Linked DNA regions of Mus musculus: region 1 is linked to region 2. A link is a contact called in public Hi-C data. All regions are on one chromosome and are shown on one strand. Each heading gives the region's core, a stretch centred on a gene start, on an enhancer-like site or on the middle of the called end of the contact. The rest is flanking DNA. Distances are from core to core; before and after follow the strand shown. Region 1 overlaps Ncoa1 (nuclear receptor coactivator 1). Region 2 overlaps Ncoa1 (nuclear receptor coactivator 1).

What was found. Hi-C and Micro-C count contacts between places; a contact is called where the count stands out from the background.
Region 1: a Hi-C map of centroblasts shows a contact between it and region 2, with 1.4 times the contacts expected there. The contact joins two enhancer-like sites. A contact is called at or near these places in 4 of 484 Hi-C or Micro-C datasets (bone marrow-derived macrophages, centroblasts, nephron progenitors and 1 more), 1 of 115 datasets of contacts at active chromatin or transcription factors (bone marrow-derived macrophages) and 2 of 9 other capture datasets (adipose tissue and pancreatic islet).

What each region holds. Positions count from the first base shown.
Region 1 is chr12:4,434,368-4,439,618 of GRCm38.p6, forward strand. The region is part of intron 1 of Ncoa1 (nuclear receptor coactivator 1); the gene reads right to left. Among named protein-coding and RNA genes, the nearest start is that of Gm51963, 23 kb to the right of the region's middle. Within about 2 kb of position 2,039, at least 24 of the 459 cell types and tissues checked have an H3K27ac peak or open chromatin away from gene starts, as enhancers often do. A contact at or near this core is called in centroblasts, where this site is marked.
Region 2 is chr12:4,363,648-4,368,472 of GRCm38.p6, forward strand. The region is part of intron 2 of Ncoa1 (nuclear receptor coactivator 1); the gene reads right to left. Among named protein-coding and RNA genes, the nearest start is that of Gm51963, 94 kb to the right of the region's middle. Within about 2 kb of position 2,489, at least 27 of the 459 cell types and tissues checked have an H3K27ac peak or open chromatin away from gene starts, as enhancers often do. A contact at or near this core is called in centroblasts, where this site is marked.

The DNA of each region.
Region 1 (5,251 bases), core at 789-3,288, 70 kb after region 2:
CTAGGAAAATTTTAACATTTCAATTAAAATAGAATTTGTACCATGATAGCTTTCAACTGAGAAGTATACCCCAGCTGTTCTAACTAGTCTTGTACTATTATCAGATTCTCTGAGATCATTTTTATTGTGAAGTTAGAAATATCACGCTTAAAAACCAGCAAAGAAACAAAGTGGTCTAGCTCATACCCTTGCAGTTTGCAGCTTAGAGAAGGCTATGCAACCTATTCTAAGCAACTTCAGTAGCTGAAGTCTGCAAAGGCAGTCAGGGCAACCTATGGACACTGGTATGTGTCACATCTCACGTCTAAGTCCACCAGTGCAATACCGTTCCACTGTATTCCTCAGACATTAGTAATTTCCCAAAGCTACTTTGGGGACCTCCAGGCCAATCAAGATCAATCAGACTGGCTTGGTCCCTGGGGGCCCTACAGAAATTAAAAAGGCACCCCCACAAACATTATAGGATATGCCACATACAAAATGGCCAGCAGACACTTCTCACCTAAAAGAGATGAGTGACAACGGATAAAACCACATACTCCTGCAGCCTAGGCATTGACCCAACAGGAATCACCGATGTGATTGCAATTGAAGTATGTGGAGAGTACATCACTGCATTCATGGGTGACTACAACACCACCATCAACCCAAAAGACATCCAAGACTAATCACCAGGAGCCAGGCTATCACTACAAAAGCCAATGATAAAACTGGGTGAGGTGACAACAGACCCACCTAATGTGCAAATGTGGGGACACAAGAAGAATACAAGAGGAAGAATACAATAATGGCTCCAAAAGAACATTCCAACCCCAGCAGCAGACTCTAAAGGAAAAGACATAAAGTGCCTGAAAAAATAATTTAAAATAATAGTTTTAACAATTTAACAAGATATAAGGGAATACAGATAATTCAATGAAAACAGAAAACCTCACCAGAGACAGAGATCATGGGAAAGACCCAACAGGTCTTGAAAAAGAACCAGACAAATCTTGGCGATGGTAATGGCAGAGTATATTTTCTCTTATAAATGGAATCGAGATTTTTACATAAAAGCAGATGCTATTGAAGTGCATCATGGGATGAGCAAGTAGAGTAGAGGGATAGAAAGGGCGGTGGGAGAAGTGAATCTGATGTATGTGCACGTGCACGCACACATCTCTATGTTCACATGCATGTATACACATGTGTGCTCATGCACAAATCTCAACAACAATCTAGATAAAGCAGATTTGAGCTTAATTTTAGATTTTTAAAATAGCCAGTAAGATTAAAGTTTCTTTTAAAGGTCTACTTTATTTTTAATAATGCATCAATGTTTGGAAAGCACATGTGAATGAAGGCAGGGCATTAGATTTCCTGGAGCTAGACTTACAGATGGTTGTGAGATGTGGATGCTGGGAATTGAACCCAGGTCTCCTGCAAGATTCAAAGGCCTAGCCCAGAGTTACTTTCATTTTCATGGAAGAAATAAAGTACTATAGCCTGAGACTTATAAACTAGAATTATGTAGACAAATATTGGAACTATGGATACTTCAAAAGGAGAAGAGGAGAAAAAAGGCACAGAAAAACTTAATGAAATAACAGCACAAATGACCCAAATGTTAACAAATATAGAGACATCCAGACTGAAGAAGCTCAGAGATCTTCAAATGGATGTGACCAAGAAAGATCCCCTCTGTGGCTTATTATAGTCAAATTTAAAAAGCACAGTATGAAGAAGTCTAAAATAAGTAGTACTTCAAATATAAAAGAAATTCAATAGACAGACATCTCAATAGAAACCTTATGGGTCAGGGAAAAACTGATGAAATAATCTGGGAAAAAAGTAACTTGTTTATCAGAAAAGCCATCCTCCAGCAATCAGTACTTCTCAACACAGCTCAGAGGCCATCACGACCTTGCTGATCCACTATGAACAACTGAGGCAATCCAATTGACTCAAAGAGAGAAAGAAATGAAAATGTCCTTGAAACAAGTGAAAATAGAAACCAAAACTAACAAGATACAGCAAAAGCACTATTAGACTGTGTTAGGACTGAGCTCGGCTCGCTGTGCAGGCATTACTTATCATGTGAGGCAGCTGACGACCACCTGCAACCCCAGATCCTGACGCTCAATGCCCCTGACCTCCAAAGGCACCTGTACCCATGTGCATATATACTCACACAAAGAAGCTCATATGCATAGATGCAACTGAAGTTTTACAATGTTTCTTAGTGGAAGTTTATAACAATAAATGCCTACATAAAAGAAAAAAAAACTCACATAAACTACCTGAAAATACAACTGAAGGCCTAGAAAGTAAGTTCAAACCAAATCTAGAATTAGTAGAAGAAAGAAATAACAAAAATCAGAATGGAAACAAATACAATTTAAAATAATACAGAATAGAAAACAAAATAAAGAGGTGGAGTTTTTAAGAGTTAGATTTTTGAAAAGATTAAATTTGTGAATCTTTAGCTACACTCACAAAGAAAAAAAGAGAGGCTTATAAAAAAAATGAGAAACAAAAAGGAGTCATTCTGAGTTCTGCCACAGGCGTGCAAAGGACCAATACAAAGTACTCTAAACAAGTGCATGCCACAGGCGTGCAAAGGACCACTAGAAAGTACACTAAAGAAGTGCATGCCACAGACGTGCAAAGGACCACTAGAAAGTACGCTAAAGAAGTGCATGCCACAGACGTGCAAAGGACCACTAGAAAGTATGCTAAACAAGTGCATGCCACAGGCGTGCAAAGGACCACTAGAAAGTACGCTAAAGAAGTGCATGCCACAGACGTGCAAAGGACCACTAGAAAGTATGCTAAACAAGTGCATGCCACAGGCGTGCAAAGGACCACTAGAAAGTACGCTAAAGAAGTGCATGCCACAGACGTGCAAAGGACCACTAGAAAGTATGCTAAACAAGTGCATGCCACAGACGTGCAAAGGACCACTAGAAAGTACTCTAAACAAGTGCATGCCACAGGCGTGCAAAGGACCACTAGAAAGTATGCTAAACAAGTGCATGCCACAGACGTGCAAAGGACCACTAGAAAGTACTCTAAACAAGTGCATGCCACAGGCGTGCAAAGGACCACTAGAAAGTATGCTAAACAAGTGCATGCCACAGACGTGCAAAGGACCACTAGAAAGTACGCTAAAGAAGTGCATGCCACAGACATGCAAAGGACCACTAGAAAGTATGCTAAACAAGTGCATGCCACAGACGTGCAAAGGACCACTAGAAAGTACGCTAAACAAGTGCATGCCACAGGCGTGCAAAGGACCACTAGAAAGTACGCTAAAGAAGTGCATGCCACAGACGTGCAAAGGACCACTAGAAAGTATGCTAAACAAGTGCATGCCACAGACGTGCAAAGGACCACTAGAAAGTACTCTAAACAAGTGCATGCCACAGGCGTGCAAAGGACCACTAGAAAGTATGCTAAACAAGTGCATGCCATAGACGTGCAAAGGACCACTAGAAAGTACGCTAAAGAAGTGCATGCCACAGACGTGCAAAGGACCAATACAAAGTACTCTAAACAAGTGCATGCCAACAAAAAACATCTGGGATGTTTCTAGACACATAACGTATGAGAACAAAAATATGTACATAAAAAACTGGAACAAATGAGTAAGGATGATATTTCTAAGTATCTGCAAAGAAAAGCACACAGATAGCTTCAGTTATGCTTTTAACACATTTTTAAAGAACAAACAGCGATTCTCAAACTATGCCATAAATGTGGGAAAAAACTCTTCAAAGCTCACCCTGTGAGGCCAGTGTTATGCTGCTATCTAAACCTAGAGGCAAGAGCTCAACAAAGAAGGAAACTATAGGCTAATAAACTTGACGATCATAAGTAAATCAACAGCACATTAAAAGTTATGCATCAAGACCACCTGGGGCGGGTCAACATGTACAAATCAGTAACAACATTACATAAGATCAACAGAGACAAAACCACGTGGCAAACTTAACATGTGCAGAAAAGCAACAAGAAAATTCATTATCTTAACATTGGAAAGGGAGGGAGGGAGGAGACACAAACACACACACACACACACACACACACAGAGAGAAAGAGAGAGAGAGAGACAGAGACAGAGATAGACAGAGACAGAGACAGAGACACAGAGAGCCCAGAAGGAAGGTACTGCAACAAAATGAAGACTATATATGACAAACCACAGCCAAACAGCAAGCTCCACATTCAATGAGAGATCCTGTCTCAGAAAATAAGGTGGAGAGCAATGGAGAAAAATACTCAACGTTGACCTCTGACCTCTACAAACACAAGCACAGGCAAACATCCCTGTAAGCATATGTGTACCACATACACAAAACAATAAATAAACAATTAAGAATAAAAGAAAGCAATACAGGCTGGAGAGATGGCTCAGTGGTTAAGAGCACTGACTGCTCTTCCAAAGGTCTCGAGTTCAAGTCCCAGCAACCACATGGTGGCTCACAACCATCTGTAATGGAATCTGATGCCCTTTTCTGGTGTGTCTGAAGATGTAACAGGACAGTGTACTCACATACATAAAATAAATAAATAAATAAATAAATAAATCTTTAAAAAAAAGCAATACTATTCACAATAACCATAGAAACATAAAGTACAATAAAATACCTACCCATACTCTCCTCCACCCCCAACAAAAACCTTACCCAAGGAAGTAAATAACCTCTCCAAAGAAAAGCACAATGAAAGACACTGGAAAGCACACACGTCCACTCAGGATAGGCACCTCACTTGCAATGTCCGTATGATCCTGATCAGTGCCCACAGCACGCTGTCTGTGACATCAGTTTCTCTTCTAATAAACCCCTTATTCCAAAGGCAATCCCCCTGCAACCTGAAATCTTTCAAATCTATTTTAAGTAATCATAAACATTTTTTCTATTCACTCTTCACACTGAAAACACGTATTTCACTTAGTCCTCCCCTTCCTAGCAGCTCTGGAGAGTTTTTTTAAAGATGCTACATACCTAAGTCCAAATAAACATGGGCCTTGGGCTTTGCCATCTTTAAGGAAGAATGGAACAAAATACAAAGAAACTGAAGGAGTGCGCCTGTGACAGGCCAGGAATGTCTTCAGGGCACCATGTTGGGTCTGCATGTAGATGACACAGTGGATGGGGAGCTGTGTGAAACAACACATGGGCTATGTGTGTGGCTGAATGGAAGACTCAGCTAGCAAACTAGAAGCCCTGGATGCAGTTCCTACCGCCATACAAATAAATACACAAAC
Region 2 (4,825 bases), core at 1,239-3,738:
TTACCTAGTGTTTTGTTTTTTGTTTTTTGTTTTTGTTTTTTGTTTTTTGTTTTTTTTTCGAGACAGGGTTTCTCTGTGTAGCCCTGGCTGTCCTGGAACTCACTTTGTAGACCAGGCTGGCCTCGAACTCAGAAATCCACCTGCTTCTGCCTCCCGAGTGCTGGGATTAAAGGCGTGTGCCACCACGCCCGGCTTGAGTGTTACCTAGTGAAGGACACTTGCTGATTCCCATCACAGGGTTTATAGTGGCATGACATGACAAATGAATGGTTCAGGTCCTACCCTTTCTTGTAGTCTTAGGTATAATAATTGCTGGTGTCACCACTGGAGCAGCAGGACTGACTACTTCCCTAGTATTTACCATCAGTTTTCACCCAGATTCATCCAGGATCTCCAACAGGTAGCTCAGAACATCCTCACCCTCCATGGATAAACAGACTCACTGGCCAGTGTGGTGCTATAAAATCAGCAAAGACTAGATTTACTGAAAGTAGAGAGAGGTGGTCTTTGTTTCTTCCTTAGGGAGAAATGTTCTTCTATGTCAACTAGTCAGATACAGTAAAAGAAAAGATCCAACAATTCCAGATGGATCTCCAAAAATGTACAAAACAGCTCCATGTCTCTGGCCAGTGACTCCTCGACTGTCTAACATGGAATTGGCTATTTCCCTTCTTAAACCCCCTTTCTCCCCCTTTTCTTAATCCTACTAGTCACAGACTGCCTCATAAACCTCTTGCCTAGATTTCTTCAACAACAGACACAAAGATTTTTTTAATCAGACTTTTAATCAGTTGCTATTACAGGATTACCAACCCCTAGATACTGAGCCAGAAGCCTGGGACTCCTGATTATATGCTGATAGTGAAGGTCAAGTTCACTTAAAGGACTTTGAAACCCCCATTCAGCAGGAAGCAGTCTAATGATAACATCAACCCCCTTTCCTGGCCCCTGATTACTTATCAATAATAATCGGGGGTGGGATGGGGGGTATAAGCCCTTTGAGGCATGTTAGTGGCCAGGTCCTGCCCCTGTGTACCTCCAAACACCAAGTTCTACCCACAGAACACTCTGCCCTAACAGCCAGCCCTTGCCCACACCCTTCAGAGTAAAAAGCCCTCTGAAGAATAACCAGTACAGATTTAACTAGCTCTTCTTTTTTTCCTCTTAAAACTGGTTTTTCTTAGGTTTCACATGATTGTTATGGGTATTCAGGCTGTTTCCTATCGTAAAAACTTTGTGATGGTTGCTTACATTTTTCTCTTTCTCTAATTTTGACTTTAAAAACTCCTCATTGATTTTATTTTTGCTGATGTTATCTTAACTGTGATTTAGAAAAGGACCAATACTCAATACCTGCTCAAACGACCATGTTTCCTGGATTAAGTATTGAATGCTACTTCTAGCTTTAAGTATGACTGTTACTTTATTTTAGAACATTTAAAATTCTGTTTCCTGTGTCTTAAACATCTTAGCTTTGACAATTTTAAAACCCATCATTCTGACACTCTTTAAAAAACAGCCAGTAATGCTGGGTGTGGTGGTGCACGCCTTTAATCCCAGCACTCTGGAGGCAGAGGCAGGTGGATTTCTGAGTTCGAGGACAGCCTGGTCTACAAAGGGAGTTCCAGGACAGCCAGGGCTATACAGAGAAACCCTGTCTTGAAAAACCAAAAAAAAAAACAAAACAAAAACAAAAACAAAAAAACCAAAAAACAAACAAACAAACAAACAGTCAGTAAGTTGGGCGGTGGTGGTGCATACCTTTAAACCCAGCACTTGGGAGGCAGAGGCAGGCGGATCTCTTGAGTTCAAGGGTGGCCTGGTCTACAGAATGAGTTCCAGGACAGCTAGGGCTACACAGAGAAACCCTGTCTTGCAAAAAACAAAGAAATGGACAAAAACAAACAAAACAGCTAGTAAGTGAAATTATTGGCTAAATGAAAATTTTAAGCAGCTGTGATATGCAGTAAGCCCTGGGCAAGCATTTGACTGGAAGGGACACAGATGAAAACAAACAGTGCCTCTTTGTACACACAGCTAGCACTATGAATTCTGACTTTTAGAGAAAGCAGCAAAAATGCTTCCTTCCATTAACAACAGCTGATTTATGAGATGGCTATCAAAAGAAGCTTTAGTAATGAATTAAAAGAAACTTATCTCTAAGATCGGTGGATTATTCTCTTATCCAGTTATATTAACTGTTAAACACTGTAAAGTCATTTGTTATTAATAAAACTTACAATATAAGCATTTCACATTATTGTAAAAAATTAGTACAGATTGAAGGTTATTTTCATTATAAGCTATTTTTTCTTTCCTTAGGATATCCTTTCTGCTGTGGGTGTGTGCTGATTTGAGTAAGAGATGTCCCCCACTGGCTTGTGGATCACACTTGGCCCCCACTGTTTGGGAAAGGTTACAGAACCTTAGGCAGGTGGAGCCTTGTTACAGGAAGTATGTCACTGGGGCAGACTTTCAGCCTTGTTTCACTTCCTGTTCTATTTCTCTGCTTCCTGTGTGTTGAATACAAACATGGCCACCCAGCTTCCTGCTCTGCCGCACACTTTCTCTACTGGCTATCATGCCTTTCCAGCTGTGATGGCCTCTGGACCATAAGCTAGAATACACCCTTTCTTTCTAAAGTTGTCTTTTTGTTATAGTATTTTATCACAGCAGCAGAAAACAAACACAGGGTAGAAATGAAAAAGGTAAGTACCAACTCCCGGTGCGTTCAGACTGATAGCTTAGACAACTATGCTGTCTGTCATTCAGTAGTGAGCAGCCAAAAACCAATCATTAGTACCTTGTGGAAATAGTAACAGTTTTCAGTAGCGTAAAATTATGATTCCATACTATTCTTATTAATTTTTTTTACCAAATACATTTTAGAAAAGATGATATAGGAAAAATAATGCAAAGGCAGATTTTTCTTAGAAGAAACAAACTCTTCATGAGAAATGATGCTATTTCTATTAATAATGACAAAAGTGTTGTATTCCCTAAACTTAAGTTGAAAGTGATATAAATAAAATGGAAATAAAGCCATTTATATTAATATTCAAAATATAATAATTCAGAAGTAAATAAAGTTTGATTTTGTTATAGTATGTACTTACTTGCCTTATTAGTAGTACCTCTGTAGACAGGAGACTTGGTAATAAAGATTTTAAAAGTAGTTTTTTACTTTTTACAACAGAATGACATTTTTAAGTTTCCATTTTCATATTTCTTTAAAAGATTTAATTTTTTGAGTAAAAAATTCATTTATGAAATTCTTGCAATTTCTTTCAAAAACATTTCTTCATACATGTTTTCAGATTTTTTATTAGATATTTTCTTTATTTAAATTTCAAATGTTATCCCCTTTCCTGGTTTCCCCTCTTAAAACCCCCTACCTGCCCCCTCCCACTGTTCACTAGCTCACCCACTCCTGCTTCCTGGCCCTGCCATTCCCCTACACTGGGGCATAGAACCTTCACAGATTAAAAAATATCTGGGTGAATCTAGAGAATTTTTAGAAAAATACAAATGTATTATGTTTGAACTGGTACAAACTGCTGATCTGTATACAAAGGAAAAGTTCCAAGGGGAATCCTGCTAAAATGTGATCTAAGCATGCTCAGTAGGTGGTATGACCCGACAGTGAGCCAGCAATAATTCTCCCAGGCACATGAGCAGTAAGGAAAGTGAAGAAGGCTCATCCTAGTATTTATAATGGTAAAAATGGGAACACCCAAAAATGTCCTCCAACAATAGACTGCATTATTAAATTCTAGACTAGTGTTACAGTACAGCCTCAGCCTCACAATAAATGAACAGAATCCGAACTATTAACATCTGCCTGTGGGCACCCAGACTCCTTTCTTACAACTGAGGGAGTATAGGAATAGGATTAAAAGTACCAATTCGAGAGTCCAACTATTCTGTTACTTTTTGACCCTGTACTTTTAATCTTGGATCAAATACTTGTACTTAGCCAAGAAGTGTTAGAAGAAACATTTAATATTTTTAAATGACTTAAAAGAGCATATGGCACATGATAAACATGATTAAGCAGACCTTAACCAACTGAGTTTTAACCCTTCTACTTGGCAGCCACCTTCCAATAACTGATATAAACCATCTTATTTTCCATAAAGAGCTGTGTGTGCCTACTTTATGTTGTCTGTGTTAGTGAATGTGAATGGGTGGAGGGAGGGGTGTGTACATCCCGGGAAGGCCAGAGAAGATGTCAGCTGCTTTCTACTTTATTGCCTTGAGAAAGATCTTTTCCTGAACTAGAAGCTAACCATGTTTCTTAGTCTAGTCAGTGACTCCTTAGACTGAACCTAGCTCTGCTCCCCCAGTGCTGGGGATCTCAGATACTGGCGACCATGCCTGGCTGGCTTGCTTTTTTTTCTTTTCTTTTTTCTTTTCTCTTCTTTTCTCTTCTTTTCTTTTCTTTTCTTTTCTTTTCTTTTCTTTTCTTTTCTTTTCTTTTCTTTTCTTTTCTCTTCTTTTCTTTTCTTTTCTTCTCCCAACATGAGCGCTAGGGATTCAAACTCAGATTGTCCCATGCAGCTCTTACCCACTAAGCTATTTCCCAACTCCCTCCCACAGTTTTCACCTGACTTATCAGTTTAATAGTCCTTAGTATTTTCTGTTTTGGAAGACTTATGCACTTTCATATCTTGTTTTATGTTCTTACTATGCTTCAAGGAAGATACTGATGCTTATATTCTAGAATCAATCCAGAGTACTTCCCCCACCCCCCACCCCACCCCCCACCCCAGACAGAGTTTCTCTGTTTAGCCCTGGCTGTCCTGGAACTCACTTTGTAGACCAG